Linked DNA regions of Cyprinus carpio: region 2 is linked to region 1. Evidence: chromatin contacts called from public Hi-C data. All regions are on one chromosome and are shown on one strand. Each heading gives the region's core, a stretch centred on a gene start, on an enhancer-like site or on the middle of the called end of the contact. The rest is flanking DNA. Distances are from core to core; before and after follow the strand shown.

Evidence for each region. A called contact is a pair of places that touch in the nucleus more often than the background predicts.
Region 2: a contact with region 1 is called in a Hi-C map of liver, with 6 times the contacts expected there. The contact joins two enhancer-like sites. A contact is called at or near these places in 3 of 8 Hi-C or Micro-C datasets (liver and skeletal muscle).

What each region holds. Positions count from the first base shown.
Region 1 is chrA22:1,476,383-1,480,953 of ASM1834038v1, reverse strand. It overlaps the pseudogene LOC109047470. Among protein-coding and RNA genes, the nearest start is that of LOC109047695, 9.2 kb to the left of the region's middle. Within about 2 kb of position 2,478, at least 7 of the 8 cell types and tissues checked have an H3K27ac peak or open chromatin away from gene starts, as enhancers often do. A contact at or near this core is called in liver, where this site is marked.
Region 2 is chrA22:1,623,145-1,627,715 of ASM1834038v1, reverse strand. LOC109066365 (PDZ domain-containing protein GIPC3-like) reads right to left here. Exons shown (of 7, transcript XM_042711633.1): 7 at 3,090-3,646. It overlaps LOC109080147 (thromboxane A2 receptor-like), which reads left to right. Exons shown (of 5, transcript XM_042711637.1): 5 at 1-1,761. The coding sequence ends at 180. Among protein-coding and RNA genes, the nearest start is that of LOC109066365, 12 kb to the right of the region's middle. Within about 2 kb of position 1,970, at least 1 of the 8 cell types and tissues checked has an H3K27ac peak or open chromatin away from gene starts, as enhancers often do. A contact at or near this core is called in liver, where this site is marked.

The sequences.
Region 1 (4,571 bases), core at 1,229-3,728:
CCTGAAAAATATGGACTCGATGTTCTGTACAGCTTTTCATAAAAACAAATAAATATTTACCATTAAAACTCATCTGTCGTTTGAAATGCATTCAGAAGTATTGTGTTTTAATAAAGCAGTGTCATTTTAGTACCATTGCTATATTAGCTCAGTATTTATTCATATTTTGGATGTATTTATTTATTTAGAATTTCCCTCTTCATTTTAATTTTTAAAGCTGTGGTTTTTTTATATATTTACTATCTTATTATTTGTTAATATTTTGAATTTTTTTTTTTTTTAGTTTTAGTTTTAAAGTTTTTGTCTTTTTGAATTGTCTACTCTCTTAGTATTTATTAATATTTTTAATTAAATTTATTTTTTATTTTAGTTGTAAAGTTTTAAAATAAGTAGTTTTTTAAATGCATCTTCTAATCTTTGTTTATTATAATTTTTAATATACATGCATGTTATTTTTTCGGTCTGAATCAGGAGAGATATTTTAATTTTAGTTTTAAAGTTTTAGTAATTTCTATTTGTTTTGTTAAAAACCTAAATTAAAAAAAAATTTTAAACCATTCCAAATTCAACTGCAACAACTAAAATAACAAAAATAAATTAATTTTACTGCATCAACTAAAATAATAAAAATAAATTTTAAGCATATATATGCAGTTAAATTACTTTAAATTTTTATTATTAAAAAATAAGTTTTGGTATGACTAAAAATAGCTATTTAAAAAATGCTAATATTTAAAGAACAAAGTGTAAAAAAAAATGTTTAGCCTTGGGGTTTACATTTTTTTATATTTATTAAATTAAATATTCGATTATTTTCAATATTATCCATGCTGTTTTATTTAAAAGAAGAAAGGATAAGACTTAAAATAAAAAATTAAATCACACGAGTACCATAGAAGACAACATGTAGCAGCAAATGCATAGATTTAATGTTCATCATCATCACACTTCAACAGAAGCCCCATGATGCACCAGTTCTCCACGTGTTTTTATTCTGAATCAGTCCGTTCCAGTGTTTCCGATCCTCTAAACCTCCTCATCGGACTGCCCTTCATCCCAGCTGCACGTCTCTCGCACGAACAGCTCGTCCATCTGGGCCTTCCTGCGCTCCAGCTCTTCATCGCTCACTTTATTCAGGTCCTCCTTGGAAAAATGTAGCATTGCATCACTTGCTCACCAACACGGTGAATGGGTGCCGTCAGAATGAAAGCATCAGAATAATCACAAATCCAGCATTAAGACGTAAAATACGAGTCTATGTCTATAATCCATAATAAAATACACTTCCTCCAGTGAAAAAGTGTTCTGGTGTGAATCAGGAGATAAATCTGCACATATCAAACAATGTATAAAAAACTCTAAACATAGTTAAAAACGTCTTAATGCTGGATTTGTTTCAGCTGTAGTTTTCTCCAGATGTTAATTGATGGACTGGAGTGCTGTGCAATAATTCTTTTGTCTTCTCCAGATGTGAACTGAGTGCTGTGGATTATTCTGATGTTTTCATTCTGACGGCACCCATTCACTAAGTTGGTGAGCAAGTGATGCAACGCTACATTTCTCCGAATCTGACGAAGAAAACTGAATGGTACTTTGTTTAAAAAAAAACTATTTTCCGTCCGTCATTAAATAAATTAATTTTATAAAAAATAAAAACTGAATGGTACTTTGTTTAAAAAAAGACTATTTTGTGTCCGTCTGTTATTACAGTATTTTATTTTATAATATATATATGTGTGTGTGTGTGTGTGTGTGCAATTTTGATAAATGCAATTATTATGCTACGATGATCCTAAAAATCACCTTAATATTATTAATGCAAAATATAATTTCTTATTTTAAAAAATCCCATTTATTATTGTTATTATTTTATAGAAATAATTAACCAGTGTCTTAAGACAATTATTGTTAATTTATTCTGACATTATTTCCATGAGAATTGATCGTAACGTAATAATAAAATATAATTTCTTGTTAATTTTTATTGTCATGATGATTAAATATAAAACTGCGGAAATGATTAAAAAAAAAGTTTATTATATTTCACCGTTAATATTCATTTAGTTATCTTCATCCTGATATATATATATATATATATATATATATATATATATATATATATATATATATATATATATATTTATTTATATATATATATATATAATTAAAATATATATGTGTGTGCGCAAGTATTCAATTCCAAACGATCAAATATATATAAAATATAAATCTTTAAAAAAGTTATAATCCTTCATATTAATGCATTAATGTTTATATAATAAATACAGTTAATAATATATACTTCTTAAAAGCACTATATGACTTACATTATATTAGTAACTATAAGTAACTTGTTAATAGCAAATTGAATTCGCCAGACTTTTATTTTGTCGGTCGTTTCCCCAGCATCCCGTCGCACCGGAAGCAGTCGCTGGCTGTTCGCTGCAAGCGAGGGCAGACAGAGACGCTGCTGGGCGCCTCCCCTTCCTCAAACCAGCACAAAAACCCCCCAAACGCAGCGCTAGCGGCGCAGAAACCTTCCTCCTCCCGGACACAGCGGCTGAAGTCTGCGGTGAGTTTCACAGGTGAGCCGCGACACAACCCGAGACCCCCGGCCGCGTCCCGAAACCTAGTGTGCTGCCTACCTAGACAGCAGCCGCGAGCGCTTGAGTGCTGTCCGTCACGCTGGCTGTGTAGGGCGCTCACTAGGGCTCGTCTGTGTGCTTGTAGCAGCTTTGAGCTTTCTCTGTGTGTGTAGAAGACCGAAACAACAGAAACGCGTCACTAAAATAATAATTAACCGCTGACCATTAATTAAGAGGAAATCTGTCCCTGGATTGTAATTAAAGAGTTAATTATTAGGGGTTGAAAATATATTCTGCGTAAATTAAGTGAAATAAACTATTATTTATTATTATCATAGTAGTTTTAAGGTCATTTTATTTTTAGGACAATTATTATTAATTTATTCTGACATTATTTTAAGATGATTAAGCATAAGATTGTTATGATGGTCGTAAAATCATCTGAATATCCTTTATGCAAAATATAATTATTTTTAAAAAATTCCCATTACTGTTAATTTATTATTTAATTGTAATAGTTTTTATTCTTTATTTTATGATAATTTTTATTACCTTATTCTGACACTTTTTCGCGATGATTAAGCATAAAAATCCTAAAAATCACCTTAATATTATTAATACAAAATATAATTTCTTATTTAAAAAAAATCACATTTATTATTGTTATTATTATTATTATTTTAAAGTAATAATTAACTAGTATCTTAGGACAATTATTGTTAATTTTTTCTGACATTATTTCCATGAGAATTGATCGTAACGTAATAATAAAATATAATTTCTTGCCAAATATAATTTCTTATTAATTTTTATTGTCATGATAAATATAAAACTGCGGAAAGTAAAAAAAAAATATATATATTTTTTTTACCATTAATGTTCATTCAGTTATCTTCATTCTGATTAAATATAAAATTGCAATTATGCAAAATATAAAGTTTTGGGTTTTATTTATTTTATTTATTTGTCATCATTCACTGAAACCCAAACTAAACTAAAACCATTAAAAAAAAATCTTGGTATAAAATAAATGTAAAAAAAACATATTTTGTATTTAACTGCAATGTTATACTTGATTATCACAATAATTATAATGTGCATAATTGCAGTTTCACACAGAATTATGATGAAGAGTAACTAAACTGAGGAGTAGAGTCGAGAGCCTGCTGCAGATGTGTTTGTGTTTGTTGCTGATGCTGTTCGTCTCCGTTCTGCTTCCCTTCTGCTCCTGCAGCTCTAACTCCTCCTTTTCTTTATCTCCTCCTGCAAACCCACTCCTCCTTTCTGTCCTTTCTCCTCGTCCCGGACCATGTGTGATAATGGGGATCTGGAGGACAAGCCGCCCGCGCCCCCCGTCAGGATGAGCAGCACCATCTTCAGCAGCGGGAAGGACACGCTGGCTGTCAATCACAGCTCCAAGCCCCTCCCCTCGGTGCCTGAGGAGCGCAAGCGCAACAAGATCATCTCCATCTTCTCCGGAGCCGAGAAGAGTACGTACACACTTACACACACACACACACACACACACACACACACACACACACACACACACTCACACACAAACACACACTCTCTCACACACACAAATTACACACTCACACACACACACACACACACACACACACACACACACACTCACGCGCTCACACACACACACACACACACTCACGCACTCACACACACACACACACTACACACACAACACACACCCCCCCACAAAAAAACACACACACTCACACTCTCACACACGCTCTCACACACACACACTCACACACACACACACACACACACACAAACTCTCACTCACACACACAGACACACACACTCAGACACACACAGCATCACACACACACACACACACACACTCACACACACACACACACACACACACACTCACACACACACACACACACACACACACACACACACACACACACAGACACACTGACACACACACTCACACACGCACACACACACACACACACA
Region 2 (4,571 bases), core at 721-3,220, 150 kb before region 1:
CGCGGCTCCATCACCAGCCTCTATCCTACACTCTCGACGTCCTTCCGCAGACTCACGCGTGCCTCTCTTAGAGGAACGATTGACCGTTTGGATCGCGACCGGCCAAATCCAGACAAAGCCAGACAAGAGGATACGCCTCTACCTGTGCAGGACGCCACTGCAGTGTCTAGTTCCATTTAGCAGCCAAGACTAGCATTTATCTTCTACTATTAATGATTCAATGTCTTATATGGTGCCCAACGTAGGGGATGACCCTCCTTTTAAACCCTTTTGTAGGCGCTTCGCTTTCGGAGAGGTGCTCCAGACGTAAATCTATTCGTACACATTTGAGAAGCGTATATTTGAGCTCTCGAGACGTGTCGAACTCGCATGAACTTGGAGAGCGAAGCTGTTGAGGAGAACGTACTGTAGACTTTAGTGGGAAAGTGGGCGGGGCTTGATTTTTTCCAGTTGGCCGGTGATTGAATGATGAAAAGTGGCGGTTGGCTGGAGGGGGAGGGGTTGGAAAATAACGATATGATGTCATTTTGGAGGCGGAGCCTTTGTACGATAGTGTCCGCCTACTTTTCCATCAGTTCCTGGAGTTTTTCGCATTCATTTCCCATTTGTTAAAGAGTTAAACCAATCCATGAACCAAACCAACTAACTACGATGTGAAACCTGTTAAATTTTCAAACAAAAAAGTATTTGAAACTAGGACAATAAGGCAAGAATGTGTACTTAATGGCGTTAATGAAAACGTGCAGTACAAATTTCAAGGCTTGAGTGGGAAAGTGGGCGGAGCTTGATTTTTCGAGTTGGCCGGTGATTGGATGATGAAAAGGGATGGTTGAAGGGAGAGGGGTTGAAAAGTAAGCATGTCTGATGATGTCGTTTTGGGGGCGGAGCCTTTGCACAATAGTGTCCGCCTACTTTTTCAGCAGTTCCTGGAGTTTTTCCCATTCAAGTAGAATTAAACCCAAACATGAACCAAACCAATCAGATACAATGTGAATCACAACATAGTCTGATTTAAAGCTAAAAGTATTTGAAAATTGGACAAAAAGGCAAGGATGAGTACTTGATGGCTTTAATGAAAACGTTCAGTAGAAACCTGTAGGTTTGAGTCCTTGATCGGGGCTTGATTTTACCAGTTGGCCAGTGATTGGATGATTACTGGGGGGTGGGTTGGAAAAATAAGAGTGATGTCATTTTGGAGGTGGAGCCTTCGCACAATCGGTCCCACCCACTTTCAGCAGGTCCTCGAGTGTTTTTCCCAAAGGGATTTTTTAAAGAGTTAAAAGCAACAAACCAAACCAGCCGACTAGGAGGTAAATCACAAAATTAACTCTAATTTAAAGCAAAAATGTATTTAAAAATCTGTAAAAAGGCAAGTCTGTATATACACTCAATGGCTACGATGAAAATGTACGGCAGAAACTCGCAGACTGGGCTTGCTTTGGGACAACTGTACAGTTTTGGCTCACTTCCCGGACAAACACCCTCCTTTTCCTTTCTGATAAGACTATGAGGACCACACACTTGGATAAAATGGCAACTTTCACCACGAAGGCGATTCTGGTTTATTTCTGGCCTTGTCATGGACTGTTCTTCTCGTTTGAGGAATCAAACAAGTATCATAACTAGCACAAATTTGGTTATTCTTGTGCGAGCAGACACAAGGTTAGCATCAGATGCTGTCAGAGTGAATGATCTGTTTTGATCTCTCATTTATTTCGCATGTAAACCCAAGCATTGCTGTATTAAAATCATTATTCAATCCTCTTGTGTTTGGATTGCTTTGGCCAAATGTTCTGTTCAGTATTTGCATCTTTGGTTGAGATAATTTTTGGCAAGCTGCGTCGCTAAGCCTAGCGTACCCTGCGAACAGAAGCTTATCAGCTAGTGTACATTTAAGACAGTTTCTAGTGTGTAAACAACATGGATTTACGGACATTTTTGTGCAGGTTATAGAGCCATTTGGCTACCAGTTCAATGTTTTGATAAAAAACATGTTTTGGACTCAGTGAACACTTGGCGTCTGCGACTTCTCAATAGCCTGCAAACACGAGTTGGCTACAAGCAAGGGGTTTTTGGTCACAGACTATAATCATGAGAATGAGCTTCTGTCTTGTAGTGTGCGCTTGGCTAACAGGAAAACAAGTAGGGATCAGTAACACAAGCTAGATTCATATCAGCTTCCTTCTTCCGCAGCAATTTCACAGCTACGACTGCTAATGCTAAATAAACATTAGCATGACTAGCTGCAAATAAACCATGTTAAATTCGGTAATGTGGTGTTTTTGAGAGCAGAAAAGTGGGCGGGGCTTGATTTAATCAGTTGGCCAGTGATTGAATGATGATAAGTGACAATTGGTTGGAGGGGGAGGAGTTAAAATATACTTTTTTTTCAGCAGTTCCTGGACTTTTTCCATTCATTTTATCCATAGAGATTTTTTTTTTTCTTTTAAGTCTTCTGTAAAGAGTTTAAAGCCACAATCAAACCAACAAGCTATGATGTAAATCCCAAATCTCTGATTGGAAACAAAAAAGTACTTGAAAATCAGACAAAAGACAAAGAAGTATACTTGATGGAAAGTACGAATTACGAATGACAGTCAAATTAGAAAAACGTTGACAAAATAGAAAATGATTGGTTTAAAAAGGTTTATTGTAGGGAAATAACATTATATATATATATATATATATATATATATATATATATATATATACTTAATCTACTTAAATTTATATATATATATATATATATATATAAACACAAATATTTAAGTGGTTTGAGAGCATAGAGAGGTTGCATCATTCACAGAGTGGGCGGAGCTCTTGTCACCATTCTCTGATTGGTGGAATTTTTCTGCAGAATCATGGGTAATGTAGTTTTTTCTTTTGTAAGTTGAATAAGATAAAGCGGATAAACCATTGATTGATGGAAAAAAAATGAATAGGATTTTTACTTCTGGACTCTATAAGACCCAAAAACTAGTTTTTACAAAGTAAATAGTGGTAATTTTGATTTCACGGTGACTAAAGGAGATTTATGAGCCATTTTGGTGGCTCTCTTTGATGTGAATTAATTGTGACCGCACAAAAAGTCCATTTGTGGTATGTTTTTAATCTTCACACATATTCAAATGTGTCACATCAGGTCATCTAAAACGGGAACGTACAATCGTGTAGTAGATTAAGTTAAATACACATCGAATGTGTGCGTAGAACTGATTAAATATTTGATTATTTTTATATACACAAGCTAATCGTGTCACATGATCTGTCATTAATCATAAAAGACCATTCATTTCACCTGTAACACGATATATTCATGCAAAACAAACAGAGGCTAGGCTAATGCTAAGCTAAGCTAACATATATTTGATCATAATACTTCTAAAAGTCAAATTAATCACGTAAAACATGTTAAAAGACTGGTTTACGCCGTTGTTAGCTGTACACTTTGGTGGGAAATACAGTTTGACCTACTTTATACTGCTTTACACACTTGAATGTTTCCGTTAGCGCGCCGATTAGCCGCTAATACCTTGACGTTCTCCGTTCCTCGGGACCAGCATGGGAATTGGGAGGATTGTGTATATGAAAACAGATGACAGACGTCACATATCAAGCCGAATGTCTCTCAGATGTCTGATGTACTCTGAAAAACACAGACGAGGAACACCATGTGCTAGTGTGAGACAGCATTAGCCTGAAGCTTCTAATGATGTTTGTCCAGCGTCAGGAAGAAAGACCCGCTAATGGTTTTCTGTAAGTGTGTGTGTGTTTGAAAGCTGCCCGTAAATAAACGCCTCCTGAGATGAGCTGCTTTATGTGTTCTCTGTGTGCTGGTAGATCTCGTAACTATACGTGTGATTCTCAAAAGCATCTCCATTGAGAGCCATTCAAGAGCAATTACGTATTAGGACTAAACTACAATATTTCATTAAAAAATTTTAAATACTTCATTATATTTTTTATATACTTTTTAAAAGTATTTTAAAGTAGCCTTTATTCTTATATTTTCAGTTTTACTACAGTTTTTGTTTAAATAATTTTATATTAAATTGTTTCTTATTTTTTCCAGTTTATAGTTATTTCGTTTGGTTGCTAGTGCAACATTTCTAAGTTTTTTTTTATTATTTAGTAAGTTTTTAATCTAATATTTATATGCTATTTTATTTCAGTTATTGAAAATGTTTGATATTATAAATTAAATAAATTTGCTATGTATAACAAAGAAATAAACAGCATTATTTACCTAAATATACTTTTACGTTGTTAACGCTATATGAAAACTGCCACACATTTTGAGGCAATGCAAATGAATCATTAAATGAAAGATCAGGGAAAATTATATATATATTATTTATTTTTTTTAATATATATTTGAAACTAGCATAGATAAATATTATGTGTTTATATTATATATATATATATATATACCACACATTTTATAATATATATTTGAAACTAGCATAGATAAAAGAATATAAAGTATGAATTTATTAATATTATATTTGTTAAATAATTATATTTTATATTTTTTTTATATTTGATATATTTGACTATATATATATATATAT